Regions from separate parts of the Mus musculus genome. Here regions 1 and 2 are each linked to region 3. Evidence: chromatin contacts called from public HiChIP or PLAC-seq data. All regions are on one chromosome and are shown on one strand. Each heading gives the region's core, a stretch centred on a gene start, on an enhancer-like site or on the middle of the called end of the contact. The rest is flanking DNA. Distances are from core to core; before and after follow the strand shown.

Region 1 (3,969 bases), core at 7-2,506, 920 kb before region 3:
TGGCTCACTTGTCACCCTCCTCTCCCTGCCTTTAACTGTTCCTGCGGTGTGGCAGGAAGAACACATCCTTTGTTTTGCAGTGCCCTCTTTTTGGCCTTACTTTGCTGTTTGGTGTGGGGGCTAATAACTGCCTAAGAGAGGTGTGGCTAGTAATTGGATTCCCAAGGAGATAAGAGTTGAGGAATCCTGGAAATGAGCTGCACAGCTTTTTGGATTAAGCAGCAGCGATGGCAGCAGAATAATCGGTGGTGGTGGCGGTGGTGGCGGTGGTGGCAGAAGATTGTCTCCCTTCCTCTACTACCTACTACTAGGGTTTGTCAACAGTTTTCCACACTTAGGTTGGAGTAAGGTTCTCTAAGACAAGTTTGGAGGGAGACTTGGGGGTCTGGAGAGACCAAGAGCTCAGAAAATAAACATCTGAGAAAGAAAAGCAATCCCTGGTTGGTAGGAGGTTTTGTGGGGTGTGGGATGTGCAGGATTCAAGGACTGCTCAGCCCTGTCCTGTAGATCTTACTAAGGTACAAGGGACCAAGGTGAAACTGTGAAAAATCTTAAATCCTGAAATTATTCCCAGGAGACGTGTTAAAAGCCAGGTTCCCCTAACTTCCTGCCATGGATTTTGACTTTGTTTAGGGTAGGACTTACATTTTGAGTTTGTTTATTTATTTAGTGAAATACATTGCTAAGCTGCCCAGGTTGGTTTTGAACTTCCTGTCTTAGACTCCTTGTATTTTCAGTTAAGTCCCTCAGATCTAAGCTTGTGAGACCGCATACGCATCTTCAGGGCTAGAAGTGTTCTTTGGTCTAGTCAGACTCCTTCCTACTGTGGAATGTGTTTGGTTTAATGCTGCTTGCCTCTCAGCAGCCTGAACTCTCATCAGGTTTGGTTTGAATCCTCCCGGAACCCGGTAGCGGTAACCATGGTAACCTAGGGTGGAAGGGTCTGTGAGGGTAAAACCAGGATCCTCGGCTTAGCTCTTGGGGTCTTGATAGTTGAGCCCTCCGGGACCCATGGAAAGTAGACCCTTTAAAGTCTGAACCTGGCTTGAACTGGGTTAAAAGCCAAAGTGGACATGATGGGCGTATCCAAAGGGCGCAACCTTCAAGAGCCTGGTTCCAGCTACTCTAGGGCGGGAAAAGGTTGAGGGAGGGGTTCCTGCTTCTAAACTACCTCGTGACTGCTCCAGGAATTGGGCGGGGCGAGGGCGGGTCTAAATCGCTGAGTGCTAGTTCTTGGGTTGCTATGGTAACGCGTCAGCTCCGGCGGAGCCGGTGGAGGTGCCTGCAGCTGAAGCGGCCGCAACGATGGTGAGGGTCTGGGTAGCTGTAGTTCTTGAGTCCTGAAGTGGTTTGGGGCTCTGAGAGGGAAAGGTGGAGCTTTCTCTAAGAGTCTGGGGAAGACAGGAAGTTCTGGGAGTGAGGACGGGACGACGGCTGGAAAGGAAGTCTCAAAAGACTGGTAGGGTTGAATGGGGGATGTGCTGCACCTTCTCCCCCATCCTCTTGAGCTGAGTCCTCTTGGGCTGTGACGTGAGATGTTGAGAAGAGCACCCGTTAGAAGACCATAACCAGCAGGGTGATCATGGGAAAGGCACCTAATGTTTCAGAAGAGCCTCTGTTCTCACTGCGTGGGAATGATTTGGGCACATCATAAGCATTAGTGAATGAATGAATGAATGAATGAATGAATGAATGAATGAATGAATGAGGCAGGGAATTCCTGGGGGAATGATTGGGATAAGTCTGCCAGTCCTGATATTCTTTGGATGGCGGCGGATGGTCATGGTCATAGACTGTGAAGACCAGCAGGGCCTCGCAGGAGCCTGTGTTGGCTCTGAAGTGTTAGGGGAGTCTGCGGACAGGTGTCGGGGCGTGTGGTTACTGGAACTTACTTGAAATGGCTGGCCACTTGGGTGGCTGAGGTGGATATCTGGGTTGTCTTGGTAGGCCTCCTTTAGTCTCAGTGTCTGTCTTGCTCTTACGGGATTTAGTGGGTTTCAGAAGAAGCTGGGTTCCGAACTTCTGAGGACTCCCTGGCGTGCAGGGATGGGGGTCCCTTTTGGCTGTACATTTTACTTAACTGTCTTCCCTCAGCACAGCAGTGTGTGTGTGTGTGTGTGTGTGTGTGTGTGTGTGTGTGTGAGAGAGAGAGAGAGAGAGAGAGATATGACCTGACACTATGCCTGGTACCAAAGGACAAGTGTTAGAGGTAAGTTCTTCTGTCCTGTGTTAAAGGTGCCTTTTTCCCTAGCATTCAAGGGAATGCTAATCTCTCCCAAGCCCAGAGATTCCCACCCAGAGACCACTCAGGACAAGAGTTTGCCAAACTTACTGACCCTAACTTACTGGAATTTTCCTTTGGATAGGAATGGGCATACAGACATGTCAGGGGGCAGTGGGTTTGAGTAATCACCAGCAAGCCAGGAGTGTGTGTATAGTGCTAATCACAGCTTTTTGTTTGAGAGCATGGAGGGATGAGAGGTGGTGGCAGCAGGGAGGCTCATAGACAAGCTTCCAGAACTCCCCCAAAGAAAAGGATCAATAGATCCTATGGAGGGAGAGGCTGGAGGCTCATCTTCAACCCTGGTGTCAAGTTACCGGGATATGTCACAGGTGGGCAGCCTGGTCCATTTAAAGAAAGAGGACAACCAGGTGGATCACTCATAGCGAGAGGCAAGAGACCTGATGTGAGGGAATCCCTCCTTTCCCATAGCCAAGTCTGTGGAGTGGGAAGTACTCCCAGGCCAAGAATCTGAAGCCGGACTTTGTCAGCCTGTGTTGACTCTGTGTGCGAAAGAGGAACTGGATCTGAGTGGGAAGGAACGTCTAAGAATGAGCAGCCTTTGTCTTTGTTCCCTTGACAGGTGGTGGTGTACTTACGTCAGGGAAACTCCACACCGACCTATTCCAGTCCCGGCTTGCCTTGTCTTGCTTGAGTTTAAGCCAAATCCCCTAGATCCTGTCATATACAGATACTTTGTTCTCAACTAGAAATAGTTATGTATATAAATACTGTGTTTCTTGGTCATAAAATAGTTACCTATCATTGCAGAAAACTATTCAATATAAGAAACATGATAGTTACACTCACCCAAAATGCAGGGACCAGAGGGCAGTGGTGAACCACCCAAAATGCAGGGACCAGAGGGCAGTGGTGACATAAACGTGCGATGTTATGCCCGGCTTTATTTTATTTTATTTTTTTTCTTCTCACTCCGGCCCAAAGATTTAAATATTATTATACATAAGTACACTGTAGCTATCTTCAGACACACCAGAAGAGGGCATCAGATCTCATTACAGATGGCTGTGAGCCACCATGTGTTTGCTGGGATTTGAACTCAGGACCTCTGAAAGAGCAGTCAGCGCTCTTAACTGCTGAGCCATCTCTCCAGCCCTATGCCTGGCTTTAGGGCTCAACTTTTATGTGAGTGCCACGGAGCCAAACTCAGATTCTCACAGCCTTGCAGCGAGCACCTTGCAGCCAACCCAGTCCTCCATACCAACATTTCTAGAGGAGTACTTACACGAAGTGGAAACTAAAGGGCTTCTTGGAAAGTTGGTTGGGTGGTGTTTTGCTGGGGCAAACACGTGAAGGAACGTGAAGGAACGTTTAGCTGAGGTGAACACAGGTGAAAGACTAAGGCAGACTCGTGAAGGAACGTTTCGCTGAAGCAGACACAGGAGAGAGGATGCTCTCTGCTAAAGCAAGCATGCGTGTGACAGGACAGGTGATGAAGGATTCTTTGCTACAACACACGTGTATTGGTCTGCCTTACATTGTGTAGTTGAGCTGCATTTGTTGGGACTCGAGGTTTCCTGGCGCTTCCACACACTTGGACTGATTGGAAGAATGATGTCAGCTGAGACAGAAGCACGCTTTGAGGCAAGACACGTGGAGGACACGTGCTGTTTGGAGGATATAAATAGGACTCGAGGGACAGTGACGGAGGCTGAGCTAGGCTTGCT
Region 2 (4,150 bases), core at 1,577-4,076, 970 kb before region 3:
TTTAACTTATTAAAATTAGTGTATGTTCTACAAAATAATGGAGTTTCCTGTAATACTTTCATATGTGTGTGTAACATACTTTGAATTTGCTCTTTATTACCTTTTCTTGTCTCCACCCCAGTCTCTCTTTCCTGTTCTTATGTTATCTTCCTTTCACTATCATGATTTCAAAAAAAAAAAATCTAGACTCTGCATATGAAAAAAATGGTTTATTTTGTTTGACATGATTATCTGTGATTCCATTTCCATTCCTATCAATGACTTAATTTCATTGTTTATGGCTGAATATTTATGGTGTATACACAACATATCTGCTTTATCCATTCACCTGTTGCTGGGCACTTAGACTAATTCCGTAACAGCTACTGTGAATACAGTTGCAGTAAACTTGAATGTGCAGGATCACTGCATCTTTCTGACTTAGAGTCTTTTGAGTATATTGCCCAGGAATGGTATAGCTAGATTATATGATAGTTCTATTTTTAGTTTTATTTTTTTTTAAAGAACCACCATACTGATTTCCATAGTGACTCAAATTAATTTACATTCCCACTAGTTTCAGTTCTACTTCTAGTTTCATTTCTGTTATTGTGATAAAATATCTTAACAGAAAGAAACTTGGAGAAAAAACAGGGTTTTTTTGTTTTGTTTTGTTTTTTGTTTTTTGTTTTTTGTTTTTTTGTTTTTTTTTTTTTTGGTAGCTCATGATTCCAGGATATAGTCTAGTCTATCAAAGCAAGGAAAACAGTATCAGGAGCCTGAGAAGGTCACATCAGACTAACAAGAAACGAATACATACATGGCTAGTCAATCACACATGCAGTCAAGAGCAGAGGGAACCGAATACATGAATGCTTGCTTCTTTGCCTATGCTTATTTCTTATACAGTTCAGGACCTCAGCCTAGGGAATGGTGCTGCCTACAGTGGGCTGGATTCTCATATGTCAGTCAACTCCAGAGACATACCTACAAGCTAACTCAGTGTAGACCATCCCTCATTGAGACCCTTTTCCAAGTGATTCTACATTGTACCAAGTAAACATGTAACATAAAGCGAACTATCCATCACTCTACACCAAGAGTGTACATAGGATAAAGGCTCCTCTTCTGAGGAAAGTTTTTCTTACCTTAATTCTATATAATCCTTCTCAAATCTGATTTTCTCTATATCATTGATCAACATTGATAATCTGAATGGTTTAAAATCTTTCCATGACATTAACAACTCTAATTTACACCCTTCTTTAAATTACTGTCATTATTATTGTTGTTTTCTTTTTGAGATAGTGTCTCACTATGTAGCCCTGGTTGGCTTGAAACTCAGAGCAATCCACCTGCTTCTGCCTTCTGAGTGTTGATATTAAAATGTATGTGCCACTATTCTTGACCTGAAACAGTATTTTAAGAGAGAATTAGCCTTATCTTGCTGTCCAGGCAGAGGGCCTATGTGATGTCCCTCTCAATTCATGTCACAACAAAAACAAAAACCAAATTCACATAGTTTCTGGAACACTTGATATCCTGCCAGTGGAGAAGGAGGATGTCCTCAAATTCTTTGCAGTAAGAACCCTCTTAGGTGGCACCAATCTTGTCTTCCTTATGGAACAGTAAATCTTCAAAAGACAAAGTGAGAGGATTTACGTTAAAACAAAACAAACAAACAAAAACCCTAGGAGGAGCTGGGAGATGCTGCTGCTTTCAGCTCCAGCCATTACTGGCATTGGGAATCCTGCTGATGTCAACTTCATTGCCTCCAGGAACCCCTGGGGCCAGCTAGCTGTCCTGACTTTTGCTCCTGCAAAAGACTTTCATTACTCAAACTAAGAGGACTTCAGGAAGCGATGGCTTTTGCTAGTCACCAATCCCAGAGCTGATCCCCAGCCCATCACAAAGGTGTCTTATGTCAACCTGTCTGCCGTTGCTCTGTGTAACGCACATTCTCCTCAGTACTATTGACATTGACATTGCATGCAACAAGGGTACTCACCCAGTGAATCCTACTTGGTGGATGTTGGCTTGGGAAGTTCTGCACACATGTGACACCATCTCTGGGGAGCACCCATAGTTCTCATCAGGTCATGTCTAATCTCTACTCCTATAGGGAGCCTGAAGAGATGGAGAAGGAAAAACAAGTGTAGCCGAAAAGGCTGTGACTACAAAAATCTGTCAGTGTGGAAGGACTATACCTGCTCCTGAGTTCACTGCTCCTTGGCCAAGGTGGCAGACTGGAGGTTTGCAGGTGTCTTCTGTGCCCAACCAGAAGTTCCCAGTGAAGACTTGATGTTCAGACACTCCAGGGACTAGTCTGCACCGCTCATGCCACTGAATCAGATGGCAGTAGCACTGAGTGGTCAAAACTGTTTGCAGACACCAGGCAAAGCAGAAAGGTGGATGGAAGACAGCATCACAAATGGGAATACAAATAGCTTTAAATAGAAGACTTCCCACGCTCATCTTTTCTAATGCCATGAAGATGCGTTTAGCAGGGGCTAGGAACAGTGAAACATAACAGTGGAAATAAAAGATAGACTCTCTCAGGGGAGATAAAGATCACAGCAGCATAGAAAATACTGAGGGGGTGGGCGAGAGTGTTCAGAGGGCCGACAGCTGGGTAGTTCGAAGCACGTGCATATGTGATTTCTACGGGATCTGGGCATGCAGCTGGCTGGAGATAGAAAAGTCAAAGTCTGTATTAGGAAGTGAGATTTGGGTTTGGTTTGGGGGATGGGCAATCTGAGACAGTGGCTTACATCATCTGACTGTTAGACGGAGGAGAGGCACATTTCCATGAGGGCCAGGGAGGAGTTTAATGTGTACAGAGGAAGTTGGAGGGAGAATTATTTCCCTCTCTGCTTCCTGCCAGTATCAACCAGTCATTCTGCCTCTATGGACCCCTTACCAGCTTGTGTTTCCACAGCCTAGCCAGCTGACCAAGTCACTCTTCCCAGGCAAGAGCTGCCAATATGGGGGCCCTTCTGTGGTCACTCCTGCTGCTGCTTCAGGAAGGTGAGTGGCTCCCTGCTCCTGTATAAGACTGTCTTTATACCCTCTGTTCCACTTGGCCTTAGGCTGGCAAGACCCTTCCTTTGGGGATGAGTGTGTCAGCCCTTCTGTTGATGGGGCACCAAAGGATGATTGTGACTCGCTCTGCAATAAACATGGGTGTGCATGTATCACTGTTGTACATTGATGTGGATTGTGCTGAATGCATGCCTACATGTGATGTAGCTGAATCTCAGGCTAGGTTGGGGGAATTTCTACTCTGAACTCCAAGGAGTGGGTTATGGCCTCTGAGCAGGATGAGAGGGTATATCTGGGTGACATGCATGGGGTTGCAGTTCCAGAAGGACAAAAAAGAAGGGAAATGGTGAAGAGATCAATGGGGACCATCTCTTCCCCCTCCCTGACCCCACCCCCTCCCAGATCCTTGATCAACTCAGGTGCAGTGGAAATCTAGAACTACAAGAGGTAGCTAGAGAGTCCTACGATGGTGCATAGAGCTAGAGAAGGTGCTCAGAGGCAGATGAGTCATAGCTACTCTGTTACCTAACTGCAGCCACCAAGAGATATCAGCCAGGCTGTATGCATCTCTTTTTCAGCCAAAGGGTTTTCTGGAGATGATGAGGATCCTGAGGAAGTGGTTGGTGTCCTGCAAGAGTCTATCAACCTCTCTCTGGAAATACCATCCAATGAAGAAATTAAGCACATAGACTGGCTCTTTCAAAACAACATTGCCATCGTGAAGCCAGGCAAAAAGGGACAGCCAGCCGTTATCATGGCAGTGGATCCTCGATACCGGGGCAGAGTGAGCATCTCTGAGTCCAGCTACTCCCTGCATATTAGCAATCTGACCTGGGAAGACTCAGGGCTTTACAACGCCCAAGTCAACTTGAAGACATCTGAGTCCCACATCACGAAGTCTTACCATCTCCGTGTCTACCGTGAGTTTAAGACTCCCCTTATTCTGGCTTTCCTGAGCTTGGCATGGAAGCTCGGGAGCTGAGGTAAGCCTTAAGAGGCTGAAACTGGAAGGCAGACTGCTTGTAGTGTGGTCTGTTCCAGTGCCTGAGCTTCAGCCACAGGGAAAATGAACAGGAACAAGGAGGCAATGGACACTGAGGCTGTTTCCATGGAGGTGCCCAAAGCAGTA
Region 3 (3,933 bases), core at 562-3,061:
CATAAGACCGTGAGACTTAAGGTCATCCAAGCTGATGTTTATTTTCATTTGTTTGATAGGGTGGCAGATATCATGAACTTCTGTGTCTTATGTGACCATGATGGGAAAATCATGGAATCCTGGCTTTGGGCTTGGGCGATGAACTGTAGAGATCAAATGAAGGGGGTGCACAGAATGGCAAGATTTCCAAGGCAGCAGGGTTCAGTACAGGGGGTTGAGGGATGTGAGGAAGGCCTGACCACTGACCTGACGGTCCTAGGCATATGCCCCTGCATGAGAGCAGGGACAGCTCACACTAGAAACAAAGCCTGTGTGCAGGCAGAAGGCAAGGGGAACCTTCCACTTGGTAGCAAAGCTGTATGATCCTGCGGTTTCAGAAGCTTACAGCTTTCTCAAAGGCCAGTATCTCTGCTTTGTTCCTGTCTCTGTTCATCTCTGCTTCAGGACAGTATGGCCCAGCATCCGCCAAGCAACCTAGACTAGAAGTCAGGATACGAGGGGTGAAAATTATAGAAAATATCATAGGAAAATCAGGCAATAGCCACCTGTATGCTTCCTAAATCTTAGTAGAACTTTTAAGATCTGAAACCTTCCACTCGCTGCCTTTATTGAGCTATAATTCACAGATAATGGGTATGCGTTAACAGGACACAATGTAGTATCTTCATGTGTACATATCTTGTGAAATGATAATCATAGAACAAAATTAATCTGTCTGTCTGTCTCTGTCTCTCTGTCTGTCTGTCTCTCTCTCTCTCTCTCTCTGTGTGTGTGTGTATGGTGTATGTGTATGTGTTTGTGTGTTTGCCTACATAGATATCTTTTTACCGTGGGTATAGTGAGAACCTTTGAGATCTGTCTTATTTTCTCAAGTTTCAAATGTATGCTACACTATTGATCCCCATCCTCCTTCTTTATCCTGCCTTCTGGTACCCCCTAGCTTGTGCTTCTGTTCTCTAGTGCTCTGACCTTTCTTTCTCAGTCTCCCTCCCTTGCTCCTCTTTTGCCCAGTGCCATGGCTCCCTGAGTCTCTAGGGGGTGCTTCCACCTCACCTCCCTCCTTAGCCACATCCTCTCCACAGCATCAGTTGCCATCTGCATTCTAATGCAGTTTGCATTATCCAGAGTTCTGACCTTTCATCTAAGCTCCAGGTTCATAAATTCAATTAAATCTCTCTATTTACATATCTCATGAGTACCTCAAATTTAACACTTCTTGCACGCAGCCCACATTCTTATCACCTGCCCTGCCCTGCTCCTCCTCTTCCTGTTTTTCTGTATCAATGACACTTTTTGAATGCTTCCCTGACCCAGCATTTTGGGTTTAGCCTTCAAATCTCTACCTCTTTTAAATAGGTTTTTCTTTTCCTCCTCCTCCTCCTCCTCCTCCTCCTCCTCCTCCTCCTCCTCCTCCTCTTCTTCCTCCTCCTCCTCCTCCTCCTCCTCCCCCTTCTTTTTTGTGTTTTTACTGGGCACATGTCACATTTGGGACTTTCCAGCATCTTACAAATAATTCACATGTAATAGTCCTACCTCCCCAACCCAGAAGTAAGTCCAACTTTCAGCTTCCTTTGCAGTGCAGATGGCTGGAGCAGACAAGGGCTTGCCCTAACGGGTGCTTTCCAGATGAGATTTGAGTCTGACGTCTTTGGTATAAGGACCAGAAACATGGAGGGCATAGCCCTTGCCAATATGGCTCCTTTAGGCGTGATTAGCTTTCAGGCAGCAACTGAAATTGCAATAGGATTGCTGACACCGAGGCAGCATTGGTGCTGAAGTTTTAGCAGTGGCTGTGGAGACAGATCCTGGCATTCTGCAGGTGACAGCAGCAGTGAGCTTCCTCCTTCAGAACAGTTTCACTGTGTGGTTTGATGTGTGGGTGGGGGGAGGGGTGGGGAGCCTTTTTCTGTGAGTTTAGACCAGACTTTGTTCCTTTATCCTTTACTGATCTCTGAGGTTATTATTTTTAAGAAAACAAGACTTTATTAAGCTAGCTGGAGTCAATTCTGTTGTTTGCAGCAAGAATCTTGAGCAATTTGATGTTATTGATCCTTCTGTGGAAGGAAATTTAGGTGTGTTTTGAGCTGTGTAACAGGTTCAGGGAAGGATGGGATGAACAAGAAATAGGAACCATGGGGTTGGAGAATTGTAGGATCCACCATCTAGGGTTTGATTAATCTTCCTGTATCCTTAAAGATGGTTTGTATCAGTGGAACAACAATATGAACTAACCAGTACCCCAGAGCTCTTGACTCTAGCTGCATATGTATCAAAAGATGGCCTAGTCGGCCATCACTGGAAAGAGAGGCCCTTTGGACTTGCAAACTTTATATGCCCCAGTACAGGGGAATGCCAGGGCCAAAAAAATGGGAATGGATGGGTAGGGAAGTGGTGCGGGGGAGGGTATGGGGGACTTTTGGGATAGCATTGGAAATGTAACTGAGGAAAATACGTAATTAAAAAAAAATGGTTTGTATCTTGGGTAAAGAATTATTCCCAGATGTTCTAAAAAGGCAAGGCATAGCAAGAGCAAGAAAATGGGCATCTTAGCAGAATACAATAGGTGCGAACAGAAGTGATGGATGTGTTTCTGAGCAACTGACTACGAGTCTTCATTTCATCCCAGCTCCAGTAACTTAGGCTTTGAGTCAGAGTTACTGTAATGTTCTGTGAGGTAACCTGGGGAAAGGGTAGCCCTTAGTGGTTGAGTAATAAAGTTTAACCTTGTGTCTGAGACAATTATGCACTATGTGGCCATATGTATATTATATATGTGTTATAGATTACATATAATGTATTATGTATAGCACGCACATATAAAATATTATGAAATAACTTCCATTTCACAAAAGTAGGCTTCTACTTCATGGAATTCCTATTTCCTGAGAACCTGACCCTGAGCCAGGCACTGCAGCACACGTAGTGCACATCTTTAATTTTAGTACCTGGAGATGTGACCCCGGTGAATCACCAGGTCAAGGGAAGGTTGGGATACAGAGTAGAAACTGTGTTACAATAAAATTAAGAAGGAATTGATGCGTTCAAGCGCTTTTCCCCCTAATGGATTCTTTCGAAACCAATTTAGCTGGAAGTAATTAATTCTATTTCTAAAGCGTTATTTAATTTATTATGGATCATATTTGGCATTAACGTTATTATGTATGATTCCTGGGGGTGATGGAATGGTAAAGCACTTTAGCGAGAATTAGCAGAGTCCCTTATATTTTAGGCTTAATCCTTGTTTTTATCAAGTCAGTATATTGCTCTGACTTAAAATTCAAATAGTACTGTCAACATTGGGAGAATAGCTCTTTGGGGATGGGAATGGTATTCAGTGACAGAGTGCTGCTGGCCTAGCATGCACAATGTCCATAGTTTAGTCCTCTTGCACTGATCAAAAAAAAAAAAAAAGGTAAAATAAAAGAGTAACTCTCTCTCTCTCATGTGTTACTACTTCAAATCCTACTCACTAGCAGCAGCTATATTAGCCTTTTGGTTTGGGTTTTATGTTTTGAGATAGGATCTCTCCATGAAGCCGTGGCTGGCACAGAACTTACCATGTAGGCCAACCTGAGGCAATTCTTGCCCCATCATTTCTCAAGTGATGAAATGTCAGGTGTGTAGCACAGTGCCTGGACATGTTCAGTCTTTTCTAATGATAATACACTCTTAATCTCCAAGTTTCAACTATGCCATAATCTACCTTCAATTTCCTGCAGTTGAAGCTGAAAATTTAGTTTCCTCACACCTCTCTTTTTCCTATGATTTTTGAGAGTCCTCACATCTCACACGTACAGATGAATCCAAGTTCAGTCATTTCACAATTTCTGATTAATATCCACAGACATCCCACTCTGTATCCCAAACTCCCCCTGACCTGGTGATCTACCTGGCTCACACCTCCAGGTACTAGATTTAAAGATGTGCACTGTG

Evidence for each region. HiChIP or PLAC-seq counts read pairs in DNA pulled down with a chosen protein or histone mark.
Region 1: an H3K27ac HiChIP or PLAC-seq map of acute myeloid leukemia shows a contact between it and region 3, with 3 times the contacts expected there. The contact joins the promoter of Cfap45 here to the enhancer-like site in region 3. A contact is called at or near these places in 5 of 39 promoter capture datasets (3T3-L1-derived adipocytes, the C10 cell line, the HPC-7 cell line and 3 more), 7 of 115 datasets of contacts at active chromatin or transcription factors (acute myeloid leukemia, bone marrow-derived dendritic cells, bone marrow-derived macrophages and 3 more) and 2 of 9 other capture datasets (liver and macrophages).
Region 2: an H3K27ac HiChIP or PLAC-seq map of microglia shows a contact between it and region 3, with 5 times the contacts expected there. The contact joins the promoter of Slamf9 here to the enhancer-like site in region 3. A contact is called at or near these places in 2 of 39 promoter capture datasets (embryonic stem cells and liver) and 2 of 115 datasets of contacts at active chromatin or transcription factors (bone marrow-derived dendritic cells and microglia).

The regions. Positions count from the first base shown.
Region 1 is chr1:172,519,874-172,523,842 of GRCm38.p6, forward strand. It overlaps Cfap45 (cilia and flagella associated protein 45), which reads left to right and starts at 1,257. Exons shown (of 12, transcript NM_027972.1): 1 at 1,257-1,308. The coding sequence starts at 1,306.
Region 2 is chr1:172,472,534-172,476,683 of GRCm38.p6, forward strand. It overlaps Slamf9 (SLAM family member 9), which reads left to right and starts at 2,827. Exons shown (of 4, transcript NM_029612.4): 1 at 2,827-3,006; 2 at 3,600-3,941. The coding sequence starts at 2,964. It also overlaps the pseudogene Gm7804.
Region 3 is chr1:173,439,685-173,443,617 of GRCm38.p6, forward strand. All of the region lies in intron 2 of Aim2 (absent in melanoma 2), which reads left to right. Among named protein-coding and RNA genes, the nearest start is that of Aim2, 21 kb to the left of the region's middle. Within about 2 kb of position 1,812, at least 79 of the 459 cell types and tissues checked have an H3K27ac peak or open chromatin away from gene starts, as enhancers often do. A contact at or near this core is called in the HPC-7 cell line, acute myeloid leukemia, bone marrow-derived dendritic cells and 5 more, where this site is marked.